2 separate regions of the Bicyclus anynana genome follow, and region 2 is linked to region 1. A link is a contact called in public Hi-C data. All regions are on one chromosome and are shown on one strand. Each heading gives the region's core, a stretch centred on a gene start, on an enhancer-like site or on the middle of the called end of the contact. The rest is flanking DNA. Distances are from core to core; before and after follow the strand shown. Region 1 overlaps LOC112049690 (mitochondrial uncoupling protein 4). Region 2 holds the start of LOC112049682.

Region 1 (7,147 bases), core at 1,923-4,422:
CTGCTCTGATATTGAGAACCCTTCGAACAGATGAGCAACTTTGAAAATGATTTGTCAAATCTTTCAAAAGCAGAATAGAGAATATGTGTAATTATATCCTTACTTCAATACTTTTATTGATTAGTCATTCATTCAATATTCATAATAACAAAATGTATCAACCTTAAGGTTATCTGTTTGTTCTGTATTATTTTTGTATACCGGTACATGAAAATATTAAAAAATGTTATCTACAGTATTGTCATCTTTATACCCATCTATTTAATAATCACATAGTAATATGTCATTTATATCATCTAGTTAATTTTTAGTGCCATATAATTCAGCTCTTTCTAATCTAAATATGCCCGTTCTACATTCTCGTGCGAATCGTGTGCAAATCTGTCAACACAACATGATTGTAGAAGAGTTTCACATATTGCTTTGCGCTGTAATCACGCCAGTTCACGCTTAGTTTTCCAATTTTTGTCTGTCTTTTATCTTAGTGATTCGCGAACTAGGAATATGTTACCGTCTGCGAAATTTTGCGCGTGTGCATTGGCGTATCTAGGATTATTTCCCGGGGTGGGCCTACATATCACTGAACAGAGTCGACACTCAATATTAAAATTTCATTAGTAATATTTGTGGACGCTGACCTCTGAAACGGCTCGACTTATTTATTATTTTTTCTTGGTATCTATGGAAGGTATCAGAAAAGGTCTTAATATATTTTTTTAAATCTTTACTTACAGGTTTTTCTTTATTTTAAGTTGTAATTGTTATTATTTGATATTTTAAATGATACTTTGTGTAAAATTATTAGTATTTCGGCGTCCATCATAGAATTTCATATTGGTAGCTCAGTATCCTAGGCCCGGCCCACCCGCTATATACGCCTATGCGTGTGTGGATGACATTCGTCGCGTTGGTAACGTAACATTACATTGTTCGCCGGGATTCGCGACGTGATTGCCAGCGTAAATTCGCACAAGAATATAGAGCGACCTTAACGTTAATGCAGAGTATATAATTATACCTATAACACTGATAAAGCAATGTCAGAAAAGTTTATATGGTCCAATACAGAGGAATAGGTACACCTATTATTTGAACAGCTTGTGTCGGTTTCGCGCTAATACATTTCCTTAACCAACCAGACACATCTACCAATTCAGTAGGACTAGGATGCTTCAACAACATTTAATTTATATAGGTACGACAAAAATACACAATATAGTCGTGCCATAGCGACGAAATCGACAATACCGCTCTCTGTTTTGTCCCATACCAACGAAAGAGATAGAGCGATATTTTCGATTTTGCTGGCATTGATCGACAATATGTCTCTGTTGTCACGAGTAATGTCTATATCATCGTAGGTCTACATTTACAAAAATTCTTGATCAGCGATCACTATTGAAAAAGCATACAATGTTGACAAACAATTTGGAAAATTCTTTTGATCAATGTGCATTGGAAAAATCTGTAAAGATGTCAATAACATTATTTTAGTGTTTAATAAATGCATTTTCAATCAAAGCATTTCACACTTGCTTACTGTTCAGTTAGAGCACTCCATAAATTACGTCACAAGTTAAGTTTGGAAAAGAGCATTGACGAAGTGTGACATAGTGTGACAAGGGGACGTCCTTAGATTGGTGACGTCACATTTTCAAACACCATCTGTCATTCATGATATTATGTAACTTATTTTTTTCTTTATTCTTAGTTATTATTATTCGTATTTTGTAATATTTATTATTAGTAGGTATTCATTTTGATTTTATTCAAATCTGTAAATGAAAATAAACTAATTTTGGAGCAGTTTCTGTTTTAATTTAACAATTTCTAGATGTGATGTCATGTTAGGAAGCCGAGTCTCACAAATGTGAGGGTTTGTGATAAGAATGCTCCCCCATACTTGTCACAAACCCTGTAGCCATCAAGTTGTGTGACATAATTTATGGATGACCCCTGACCGTAATATATGTATTTCAAATAATGTCAACCAACTAAGGCAGACGCTACTTTCTCAAACTGATCTTACCATTAATATTTGTTTTATAAATTCGCTAACTGGTGTATAGTTATTTATATTATAGAAATACGGTAATCAGAATGTATGTCCTCCGATAGCTAGCATGATGTTTTCAAAAGCTATCCAGTTGATCAAAGCCCACGGGCCCAGTCTCATCCACAGTGGGAGGAAGCCTTTGTACAGTGAGAATATGCCCTCGTTCTTCACGGATTGTTGGACGCAGTCGATCATGCCGCGGTACAGAGTTCCCCTGAAAAGTAAAGTAAGTTATACTTGGTCAATTTATTCCGTGAAGTCTGTTTGATTTTGGTTGGCAGTAAGATAAAATACCAAGTGTGTTTCTGCGCTTAAATGTAGGTTCGTTTTAAAACGTTTCTTCAGTTTTAAACACCAACGTGCTGTCAATTGCGATGTGGCCAATTTTTGGAGAATTCCCCAAATTGCGGGGATTTTAACTCAATTTTGGAAGTTTCTCTACTTGCGGGGATTGGATCTATGCTTGGAGATTTTATTGAATCTGCATCTGTTGTTGACACGTCTCTAATTAATGGCCAATTTTGCAGACTCAATAAAAAAATCTCTATTAAAAGGATAATAATTACTTAAGTTATAGCAAAAGCTCTGAAAAATATATCAAACTACATTAATTTTACTTTTTTTCTTATACAAGTGGGGAATCGGGATATATTTCTTTCCACAATTTAGTGAATTGTTCACTTCGATTTGTGAGGAATTAGAAAAAAATGGAAATAACCACAATGCTACCCAAACCTGTAAAAAAACGTATCACTCCGATACGAGTAAACTAATCGCAGATGGCAAAGTGTTACGTCCCGTTACAGAATACCTAATAATGTCTTACGCAAGTAACTATTTATAGTACCAACATATTATTATTATCTAATATAGGATATAGTTTCAGTAGGTATTGAAAAAATATTCATTATTCAAAATATTAGGATAGATTTGAAACCTATACTACGGCTACTACTACGCTTTTTTTTAAATTATTAGTTGTTGCTTTGATAAAATGAGGGTAAATATAAACATCAAAGAGGACATCTTAATTCTAGCTTTGTAGTACCCGTCTGGAATATTTGTATCGAAAGGGAAAGGATTCATTACAGTGAGCGTGCGCGGGTCCCGACTTTGACCCCGTTCTTTGACCTCGACCGCACTTTGAACATACAACCTACTTTGGGTACGTATGCTGACGGGGCGTTGCTAGCTCTTACGTCAAAACATTTCCCTACCACTTTGCTTATCGATTGCAGTGTAACGTTATTAAAGGGAATCGTAATAATTTTTAGAAAAACGCAAGTAAAGTATTTATTATTATTATTTATACTTAATTAAAACTAGGTAATCAATCTTTTTCACTGTCCCTTATAATGCTATTTTGAAAAAAACACAATATTGAAAAAACAGTAATAAAAAAATTCAACCGCACAACAATTCAAGCACAAAGGTAGATGTTATCTTTTGCTTTTTAGTTTAGGTTAGTTTTTGTGTTGGAAGCAATGCTAAGCAATGAATATGTGCTACCTTCTGATCAGTTTGAAGGCGGTTCCAAGCCAGTGATGTTTCAATTCAAGCCGTTTACATATAGCCGAACGTAGAACCTCCTTTTTGGAAGTCGGTTAAAAAGCATAGCTTGTGAGGTATTATAATGAGGAATTCCTATTAAATTGCTGAAACTGGAATTTCAAAAATTTCACTGAAAAAGTATTTCTCATATGCTTAACTGTAAACTAAACCAAGAAAGACTATAAAAATTAAAACCCTTCAAGTCCAAAGGTTTTGTTTTATTGGGGTCAATCAACAGTAGTAGGTACTATGAAGAAGTAATTACAAAAACATCAATTATGCAATTAAACTAAATCATTGATCAGCACCGTTAACCACAAATTTCTTGCATATAAAAATGAAATTTTGAATGTGGCAATGAAAAGTTAGTTATATACTTAGTACTAAAGCTTCACCTTCACTTTGATCCCAAAAGTTGACTCTTATAGCACAGCTTATAGCGAGTGTTCAACACGTCAGAGGGTTTACTGATAACTGAGGTCACGAACCCGGCGGCGAAGGCGACCATCGCATTCACTAACAGTGTGTCCAACATGCCGAACTCTTAGACCATTGGTCTAAGGCCGAACTCGTAAGTCTAAACGTATAATCCTAAAGCTGTACCTTCCATCTGGTCCGACGGGTTGGTTCATAAGCCGAGGCTTCAACACGTCAACGGGTGTGCCCACAACTGCGGCCACGAACCCGGCGGCGAAGGCGACCATCGCATTCATTAACATTGTGTCCAACATGACGAACTCGTAAGTCTAAACGTACAATCCTAAAGCTGTACCTTCCATCCGACGGGTTGGTTCATAAGCCGAGTCTTCAACACGTCAGAGGGTGTACTGATAACTGCGGCCACGAACCTGGCGGCGAAGGCGACCATCGCATTCACTAATAGTGTGTCCAACATGCTGAACTCGTAAGTTTAAACGTATAACCCTAAAGCTTTACCTTCCATCTGGTCCGACGGGTTGGTTCATAAGCCGAGTCTTCAACACGTCAGCGGGTGTGCCCACAACTGCGGCCACGAACCCGGCGGCGAAGGCAGCCATAGCATGCACTAGCATTGTGTCCGCCATGCCGAATTCGCGAATCAGGAATTGTTTGCTATAGTCATATGCCGCTAGATCTCCCATGTTCACCAATGCCGCGCGCTGAACGTTAGGGATGGCACCTGAAAACAATTTATTGCAGATGTCAGACAAAAAAAAAATCGGTTGTCTGTAAAGTCGGTTTACTGACGATAGTTGAACGTGACAACGTCATAAAAAAATACTGATGGAATGCTTGCATTGTTCAAAAGAAATATCGTTCGTTTTTCTAAAGTACTGTTTAATAATCTTCATAGACCAGAATAAACTTTATTTCTTGTAAAAAACGTTGGCAACCTTTGAGCGAAGGAACGACGCATGACGTCATCTTTTTTCGTAGAGCCGGCTTCATCGAAATATAAAACGATGTCACGTCAAAAGATATTGATTTTTTAGTTAAGATTAGTTATACTAGCGGACTTTTTTTGAAGTTTTCAAAAAATAGGATTATTTTTTGAAAACTTCAAAAAAAGTCCGCTTAAATAATTTTCAGAGCTCAGCAGTGAGCCAAATATGGGTTGACAATGATGATAATGTAGCTCACCTCTCCAAAAGCCCAGTATGCCGGCTTCAGTATAAAGTAGCCTATAGGCCTGTCGGCAGTTGGTGAAGCGCGGCGGTTTGCCCTGCAGCACGCGGCGACCCTCAGCTTGCATCTGCACCTTGACGAGGTCGGTGGGGGACGCCACCAGCTGCGCTAGCGACCCCGCCGCCAGCCCGCCTGGAGATTCCTTTAAATTACTCTCTCGTTCTAAGTATGTAGAGTTTTGTTTTGAAAACGTAAGGTTAAGAGTACCTAGGAGGAATTGACGTTTACGATATTTAAAAAAATTTAATAAAAAAATTCAACCGACTTCCAACTCAAAAATTAACCTAAACTAAAAAGCAAAAAATAACATCTTACCTATGTGCTACCTTCTGATCAGTTTGAAGGCGGTGCCAAGCCAGTGATTTTTTAATTCAAGCCGGAAGTCAGAAACGACTTTAATTAAAACATGACACTGGATTGGCCTCCTTTTTGGAAGTCGGTTAAAAATGTTTAAAAACGTGGTAAAATGAGGGATTCTTAAACAGGTAAAATTATTTTTCTGTAATCAGGAGTAAATTGCAACGCGCCGTCGCGCGTTGCCTAATTTAAGTTGAACAACGACAAGATATCATTACTCGAAAGGGTTTTCCATGGCAGACCAGAAACCAACTTTTAAATATATAGTTATCGTGACAACGTTATATATATATTAGATTGTAAACCGCAGTCAATATAATGTAAAATTGTGTGAGTCAACTCAAATAAATCACAAAATAGAAACATCAACAACAAATGGCTGACATCATGATTTTAAACAAGGTCGCAAGACTGTCTCGAAACAATTTTTTATATACCTAAAGTTATTTTTAAATTTGGTAGATAAAGCAGTTTGGCATTCTATATTTGACGATAAATTATGTAAGAACCTATATGGAAGACCTTTACGTAATAATAGTTCTATTTCTAACCGAACTCTGCATTGTCACGTGTTACATTCCCGTGTCTAATGTAAAGTGTCCTTCTCAATACTATAGAGGTGAACAAACTTGTTTATCTTATCGTTTAGTATCTGAGAGCAATAAATTCGAAACACCACTCGTTTTGTCTCCTGATATAGAACGCGAAACGTACTTTGTTTACAAAATACTACAGTGCTATGTTTGTTATAAATAATATTTTTCTTTTTGACGTCACAACGTCTTATAATTCAATGGAGCCGGCTGTACACTCGAAAAAAGATGACATGCGTCGTTCCCTCGCTCTAGGGTTGCCAACTTTTTTACAAGAAATAAAGTATATTCTGGTCTATGAAGATTATTAAACAGTATTTTAGAAAAACTAACTTTTCTTTTGGAAAATTCAACCATTCCATCAGTTTTTTTTTAAGATTTTATTTGAAACAAGACATTCGTAATTAATATTTCGTTTTAGTAAGTATAAAGTCAGTACAAAACAGGGATGTTAAGGATATTGGCATCCGCACATACGGACGCATGTGCGGATGCGTTATATGCATTTACTCGAATATCATGATGCGATTCATTCATCTGCATTCTCCTTTCTTATCAACCAATGGTAAATTTTCCGAATGCAGATTCATAAGTGCAAGTAACTTAACGACACCACTGCGAGAGCTGCCAATGCTCTTCCCAGAAAACTACTACAGACCAGATTTAATTACAGTTTCATCTAGTCGAAATTTTAGTCAAAATCGTTAGAAAAAAAAATTATAGTTCTCATTTGCTTACACACGGACAATTTAACTAAATAGTTCGACAGAAAAACCAAGTAGCCAAGTGGCACGTCGATTTTCTTTCTACGATCGCAAACGCTTCGAAAACTAAAAAAATTTATGCGAATGACAGATCTTGATAACCTGACCTGTCGATAGCAATCATTCCCATACATTTTTCTAGTTTTCGAAGTGTTTGCTAC
Region 2 (7,147 bases), core at 1,685-4,184, 37 kb after region 1:
AAAGGGAGAAATATTAACCGATAGGATTGCACAAAATCTCCGCACCTCTAAGTAAGCATGGACTTGCGAGCTAGTTTAAAAATTCATATAACACCGGTAAGCGGAGCGGGGTTAGTTAAATTAAATTTAACATTTTATTTATTTAACATAGTCTGCAACTAGTCTGCAACAGACTACTGAAAGCGTAGCGGAGAAAAGGATTAATGCGAAGCGAAGTGACTTTCCGAAGAAGCCCCCGCTCCGCTTTCCCGCACGTGATTCTTCGCTCCGTTTCCCTGCTCTGCTTACCGGTTTAATATGATTTATTAAACTAGCTCGCAAGTCCCTGTCCACTTAAGAGGAGCGGAGATTTTGTGCAATCCTATTAGTTAATATTTCTCCGTTTCTCGACTCCACTGCCTCGCCCCGCTTCGGTGGACTGGCAGCCTTAGTCCGTTTCTCCGCTACGCTCCCTCGCTCCGCTCCGCAAAATTATTACATAACTGTAATGGTAGTGATTAAGTAAATCTTAATTATATAAATATAGCTAGGGACGCTCGCGATTTAGTCCGCCCTTATTTCGGCCTTGTCGCCAAATCCGTTCTTAGCGGATACCTACTAACTATAAACTACCTCCCTGCCAAATTCCATCTTTGAATGTCATGCGGTTTTCGAGATTTCATGGTGAGAGTGACCTTTCCCATTTATATTAGGTAAGATGAATGGTCCCTAGCTTTTCTAGGTTTCACTTTTTCATAATCATACTAGTACACGCCCGAGACTTGATCCACGTCATAGGCGGCATTTATTAACCGACTTCCGAAAAGGAGGAGGTTCTGATTCTTCGGAGAAAAATATAATAAAAGAACATAAATATGTTCGGCTGTATGTATGTTCTTTTATTATATTTTTGTTGTTGGTGTTTAGAAATATCAAAGAAACAAACTATATATTTTTGTCCAGCTGAGCATTCTTACTGTAATTGTGAAAATTACATGAAAATTCGTCTAGCCGTTTAGGATATTAGTGAACGCAGAGATGAAAATTAAAAAAAATTGTTTGAGTATGAATTTTGAATTAGGAATATTGAATTGGTTAATAGAAATTGACTAAATTATAGCAATCGTTAGTATTTTATGAAAGTTGTTTTTTTACGTTTATTAGAAGATAATAAAGAATTTTAAACCGAATTTGATGAAACTGCATGCGAAGGCTTCGACAAACACGAATTTAAATTTTATATTAACCCGCATGCTTCAAAAGTTCGTTAATTTCTACTTAAATCGTAATAAAAAAGATGACCTAATATTTCAACTAAGTACTAAATTAAAGAAACTAATTTTAGATTTTCTTACCTTTTATGAGAAGTTATAATAAAGCATTAACCCTAAACCGATTTTGATGAGACTGCATGCAAATCTCTTTCTAAGGCTTTGAGTAACGCGAATTTAATTTTTTTAATAAATAACTTACATGCTTCAGAAGTTTAATATTTACTTATCCTAATAAAATAGATGACCTAATATTTAAACTAGACTAAATTAAAGAAACTATTTTTAGTTTTTTACGTTTATTAGTCGTTATAATAAAGCATTAATCCTAAACCGATTTTGATAAAACTGCATACGAGCCTGAGGCATCGACAAACACGAATTTAAATTTCATATTAAACCTGCATGCTTCAAAAGTTCGATAATTTCTACTTATCCTAATAAAATAGATGACCTAATATTTCAACTAAGTAGACTAAATTAAAGAAACTATTTTTGTGTTTCTTTACGTTTACTAGAAGTTATAATAAAGCATTAATCATAAACCGATTTTGATGAAACTGCTTCCGAGCCTCTTTCTAAGGCTTTGACAAACGCGTATTTAAATTTTATAATAACCTGCATTTTTCTCAAGTTTGGTAATTCTTACTTATCTTAATGAAACAGATGACCTATAAAGTATTATATACGTATACTTATCATATACTTTATATACAAAAGATAAATTGAGAGAAAAAAATAAGTATCATACTCTGAAACTAACCGAACTATTCAAAAGACATTATATAATTGAAAGTAATTACATTGTAGAAAAGTAATTAGCTATTGATTGGGTGACGTGAAACAACAATGGTGTGAAAATATGTAATGAAGTGACAAGTGCGCCTAACAGTAACAATGGCTTAGCGGCTTATCTTGACGAAACGGATATACGAGTATAAGCGAAAATTAAAAAAAGAGGGAGCAAAGCACGTGGCGATCTATCAAAACAACAAAGCCGATTGGTGTGGTGACGTTCCACCCCGGTGATATGTACGTCGTACTACCTAAATGCCTTATGTACACCAATAGTTACTACTTCATGACTACTCCGAGCTCAGTGTGTACTGCATTGCAACGGAAAATATGCGTGTTTACCAAAGTCGTTTCGGTAGAACGGTGTCGTGTGTTGCGTCACGTTTGAGGAAATTGATAGTGCCGAGGTCGACGTGACTAACATATTTGTGAACTTTACACGTTTATTTGTGTCAAATTGTGCAAATATCTCGGTTGTACATCGGTGTGATTGTGCGGTTTTACAAAATGAAATCACATTCTCCCCATCCCGATATCAATTGTGGAGACCTGATTACGGTACAATGCCACGACTCGGAGTGCGTCCGCTATAACCTTGCTACATTACGTGAGTATGCTTTTTATTTCAATCACGTAGCGATACAACTATATCTGTGACTGAAGCGATGTTAGTTATTATTTTAGCTAGTTATTTATTCCTACAAATAACGAATGATCAAACCTAAATGTGAAATAGGCCAAAAAATAACATGGATGTTTGTAGTAATAATATCGAACGTCATAACGAGGCTCAGTGAACAAGATGGCGTCGAGTGGGGAGAGGGCGCCCAGTCGCCCAGGTGCTGCCGCCGCGTCGAGTTCGGCGCTATAGCTAACTAAATAGGTACGCAGAGCACAGTGTTGTACATTTAGAACGTTCACAATGGCTACCGCGAAAGACACGTCTACTTTCTTTCTGGAGGCAGACGCGGAACAATTCGACAGTGTTTTAAAGTTATACCCACAAGCGATCAAACTGAAAGCTGAACAGAAAACAAAGAAACCCGAGGAACTCATAAAATTGGACAACTGGTAAGTGCGAACGTCTTTCTGTGGAGAAAATGCGGCCGTGGCGTGTCAATGAACTTGTATTGTGTGTGTATCCGTGCAAACTGATTTGATAGCTACCTCCCTCGCGGACTGCATCTCTAGTCCGCGGACGGCTCATTAAAATCAGTGCGTCACGTGGGATCGATGTCAAATTGACACTATCGTTTTTCCTGAAGCCAGTGTGGGGGAAAATATCGCCGCGCTTAGGCGTTATAAAATGGTGGCTGTCCTTTGCGTATCATCGCTCGTAAAATGCATTTATTACGTACTAGTTGTGCGTTCTCTAGTCAATGCTTAGATTCTTCACTGAATATTATTCTTTATAATGCTCATAAAACATTATTGTATTTCTAACTGCTTGTGGCTAGATAATACAATGCTTTGTTGAATACAACTCACATCCGTTCAAAATGGTGACTTGCCATTTAGCGTTATAATATTATTTTCCATCGTTGTAAATGTTTTTTATTCTTAGATGGAACGTTAATAGTATCCCTGTAATCCTATATTTATTGTTTTCACCAGAACAGACCTGGCTATTTTCATAATCTTTTTTAAAAAAGAATGAGTCATCAATCAGGTACTTCTGCCTTCTCGCGACTTTGCTAAGTTATAACTGTAGTTTTAATTCCCAGAAGAATTTAGAAATTCTTTAAACTCTTCCATCGATTTCATTTAATTATGTCGTATTTTAAACCAACATTCGATAATAATTTGAAAGTTAAATAATATTTTTGGCAAAACGTTAAAAAACTTTTTTTCATCATTTGTTCCAAGAAATAAATCTGTTAAATCGTGTAAGTCGTTTATCATATTTTAGTAATTTTACCCTTCATGGTTCTAATTCCAAAATAATTCGTTTAAAATTTTATTAGTAATCCAGCTGTAAACCATAGCGTGGAACACGTTTTTTTTCGTGTACTTACCTATCCAATTGCTTTCCTTGATAAGTCTGATTTCAGTTAAATAATAAATAATAATTTAAAAGAAATTTATATTTAAACCAAATTTCTGTAAAATAATATTTATCCGTAAAAGTAGTTTTTTAAACTGATTTAAAATAATAATTTATGAGTTAAATAATATTTTTGCCAAAATGTAAAAAAAAACATCATAAATCTGTTAAGTTGTGTAGATCGGTCGGTTATCCCATTTTAGTAATTTTCCCCTTCACGGTTCAAATTTCAAAATAATCTGTTTAAAATTTTATGAGTAATTCAGCTGTTGACCGCAACTTGAACCACGTTTTTTTCATATACCTAGATACCTAACTATCTAACTTCTTTCCTTAGATAAGTCAGCTTTCAGTTAAATAATAATTCAAGTGAAATTTATCTATAAACCAAATTTCTGTAAAATATTCATTATCCGAAAAGTCAAATTTTAAACTAATTTATGATAATAATTTAAGAGTTAAATAATGTTTTTGCAAAATGTAAAAAAAAGTTTCATATCTGTTTTAAGAAATAAATCTGTTAAGTCGTGTAGGTCGGTTAAGTAATTGTACCCTTCACTGTAGTTCAAATTCAAAAATAATCCGTTTAAAATTTTATAAATAATCCAGCTGTTGACCGGTTGTTGACAGCTTGTAGCATCTATTACCTACCTATATAACTTCTTTCTTTAGATAAGTCTGATTTCAGTTAAATAATAATTCAAATGTAATGTATCTTTAAACATATCTTTTATGTTTTTTTTTTATTTTATATAAAATATTTATTATCCGTCATATTTTGAACAGATACCATTAATTCATATTCATATTTTGAACAGATACCACTGATAATAATTTCAGAGGCAAATAATATTTTAGTCAAAATGTAAAAAAAAAATTCATCATCTGTTTTGTATACCTAGATACCTACCTAACTTCTTTCCTTACTACTTACTTTACTAACTAGCCTAACTTCAGATTATTTACAATATTTAACAAATATTGTCATGTTTCATATCCCTAACACGAGAATTTAGATTATAGATTCAAACTTCACCCACTATTTCACCCACCTAATTAAAATTTAATTTTTTCGACAAATAGTAGGCCATGCCAAAATTAATAAGAATAAATGTTAGTTACTTCCCTATATTTTATACTATACAGGTCTACATAATATTAATATCAATAACCTAATGTAAATTAATTTTGAAAATTATGATTTTAAAAAAATATTCATAATATTTTTTTCGTTTATGATCGAATATTAATATAATTTAAGTAGCGATTTGCGTAAATATTTACCACAGAGGGGTATATTTTTTTATAAAATTTATCTGAAATGGATTTTATAAATCATTTATTAATTACAATTCATTTATTTATTGTCTATACATTGGTACACCAAGTAATGCATTTTTGTTTTTAATGTATTTTTATAAATTTTGTGAATATTAACGTTTTTTTAATGAAATCACCCTATGTTCGTTAATAATATAAAATAACTTGCTCTGTAGGTATAAACGAATCGGAACTGCTGGTTTAAAATAAACGCTATGTCTAGTATTTCAGTAGGTCTGACCTAGAGACCTAAATAAGAATAGAAAAACATTACTGACACATCAAAATTTAAAATACTCAAAAGAATTGTATAAAATTACATATTATGGTTTGTTATAAGTTGCAAGCTTTCTTTTTTCTAAGGAATTTTCAGTAAAATTTCTCAGCCCAAAGTTGACATGATGGTATCGTTTTTAACATTGTCACCCTAAGCCCACCAATCCGCATTCAAGAAGCGTGGGTGGGTCTAAGCTCTATATCCCTATTATAGGGGACTATTAGAGGGGCCTGGCCCTGCAGTGGGCCGTTTTAATATTCTGATACCTAATAATGAAAAAATAATTACTTATGATAAAATGCAGGAAATGGGACTCAAGTAATTACAAGTAAATTAATATAATTTATAATAAAAAAAAATTAATGTAATTACGAGTAAATTAACATATTATTATAATAATTTTAAACTTTTTCGAATAAAATAGACACTATTATAATTAATTCAAAAAAATGTAAATAATTTTTATTGATGGTACGCGTGAAATGTCGTTTTTTTAAAAATACCGCGTAAACTTTATTTTTTATCTTTCAGTGAAAGTCCCATTAAAATTGGTTTAGGTTCCAGATATAAGCCCGGACAAACGACAGACAGACAGACAAAATAAAAAAAAACTTGATTACTTATGTTTTGCCACCGTGTTTTGTAACTTTATCTCTTTAGGGTGAGCTGTAACGACGGCATACAGCTATATTATAGTACCTACTAGCGGACGCCCGCGACTTCGTCCGCCCTTAAACCTCCTTAATCCGGCCCTATCGCGAAATCCTTTCATAGCGGACCTCTCCTAACTATAACCTACGTCCCTGCCAAATTTCATTATTGTACGTCAAGCGGTTTTCGAGTTTTCTTGATGAATGAACTTTCGTATGTATATATATATATTAAGATTTCTATTTATCAATACATTAAATAAAGTTGAAATATCTGACTGTCTGTGATTTCAACAACAGCTTTCAAGTAGGTAGGTACTTATAATTTACTTTTTAAAATTTGGCTTTGTTTCTTCGCACTAACCTAACCTAACCTAACCTTTGGAACGGCTGGGCCGATTTTCGTAGAGCTACTTTTTTACGCATACAAAAGTCGTCACGCATACAAGTTTAAAACCAAATTTCACGCACACAAAGTCACAGATGATCGTTATTAACAAGTACGAGTATTATTCCTACATAAAGTATTTTCCATAACTTTAACGTGTTGACGAGTCGACATATAGTAGCCGAACTGCATAATAATTTTTTTTTAAATAAAAAAAATTATCTTTTCATACAAAGTAATTCAAATAATTCCGACAATCCATGTAACACACGCCTTTATCTATCCTTGCATTTTTAAATACATAATCGTAGTGGTAAGACTGTCAATATCGACGAGATATTTATTTGCAACTGGCACTCCGCACTTCACTTGCTTCATGATATTACTTATCAATGAATAAAGTTTGGCTAGGTCATAATAAGG

The links. Hi-C and Micro-C count contacts between places; a contact is called where the count stands out from the background.
Region 2: a Hi-C map of whole body shows a contact between it and region 1, with 2.8 times the contacts expected there. The contact joins the promoter of LOC112049682 here to the enhancer-like site in region 1. A contact is called at or near these places in 2 of 2 Hi-C or Micro-C datasets (whole body and whole larva).

The regions. Positions count from the first base shown.
Region 1 is chr11:7,391,344-7,398,490 of ilBicAnyn1.1, forward strand. LOC112049690 (mitochondrial uncoupling protein 4) reads right to left here. Exons shown (of 7, transcript XM_024087687.2): 5 at 5,228-5,404; 6 at 4,544-4,766; 7 at 1,271-2,270. The coding sequence ends at 2,096. Among protein-coding and RNA genes, the nearest start is that of LOC112049690, 25 kb to the right of the region's middle. Within about 2 kb of position 3,173, at least 8 of the 8 cell types and tissues checked have open chromatin away from gene starts, as enhancers often do.
Region 2 is chr11:7,428,952-7,436,098 of ilBicAnyn1.1, forward strand. It overlaps LOC112049682, which reads left to right and starts at 2,935. Exons shown (of 6, transcript XM_024087677.2): 1 at 2,935-3,116. The coding sequence starts at 2,968.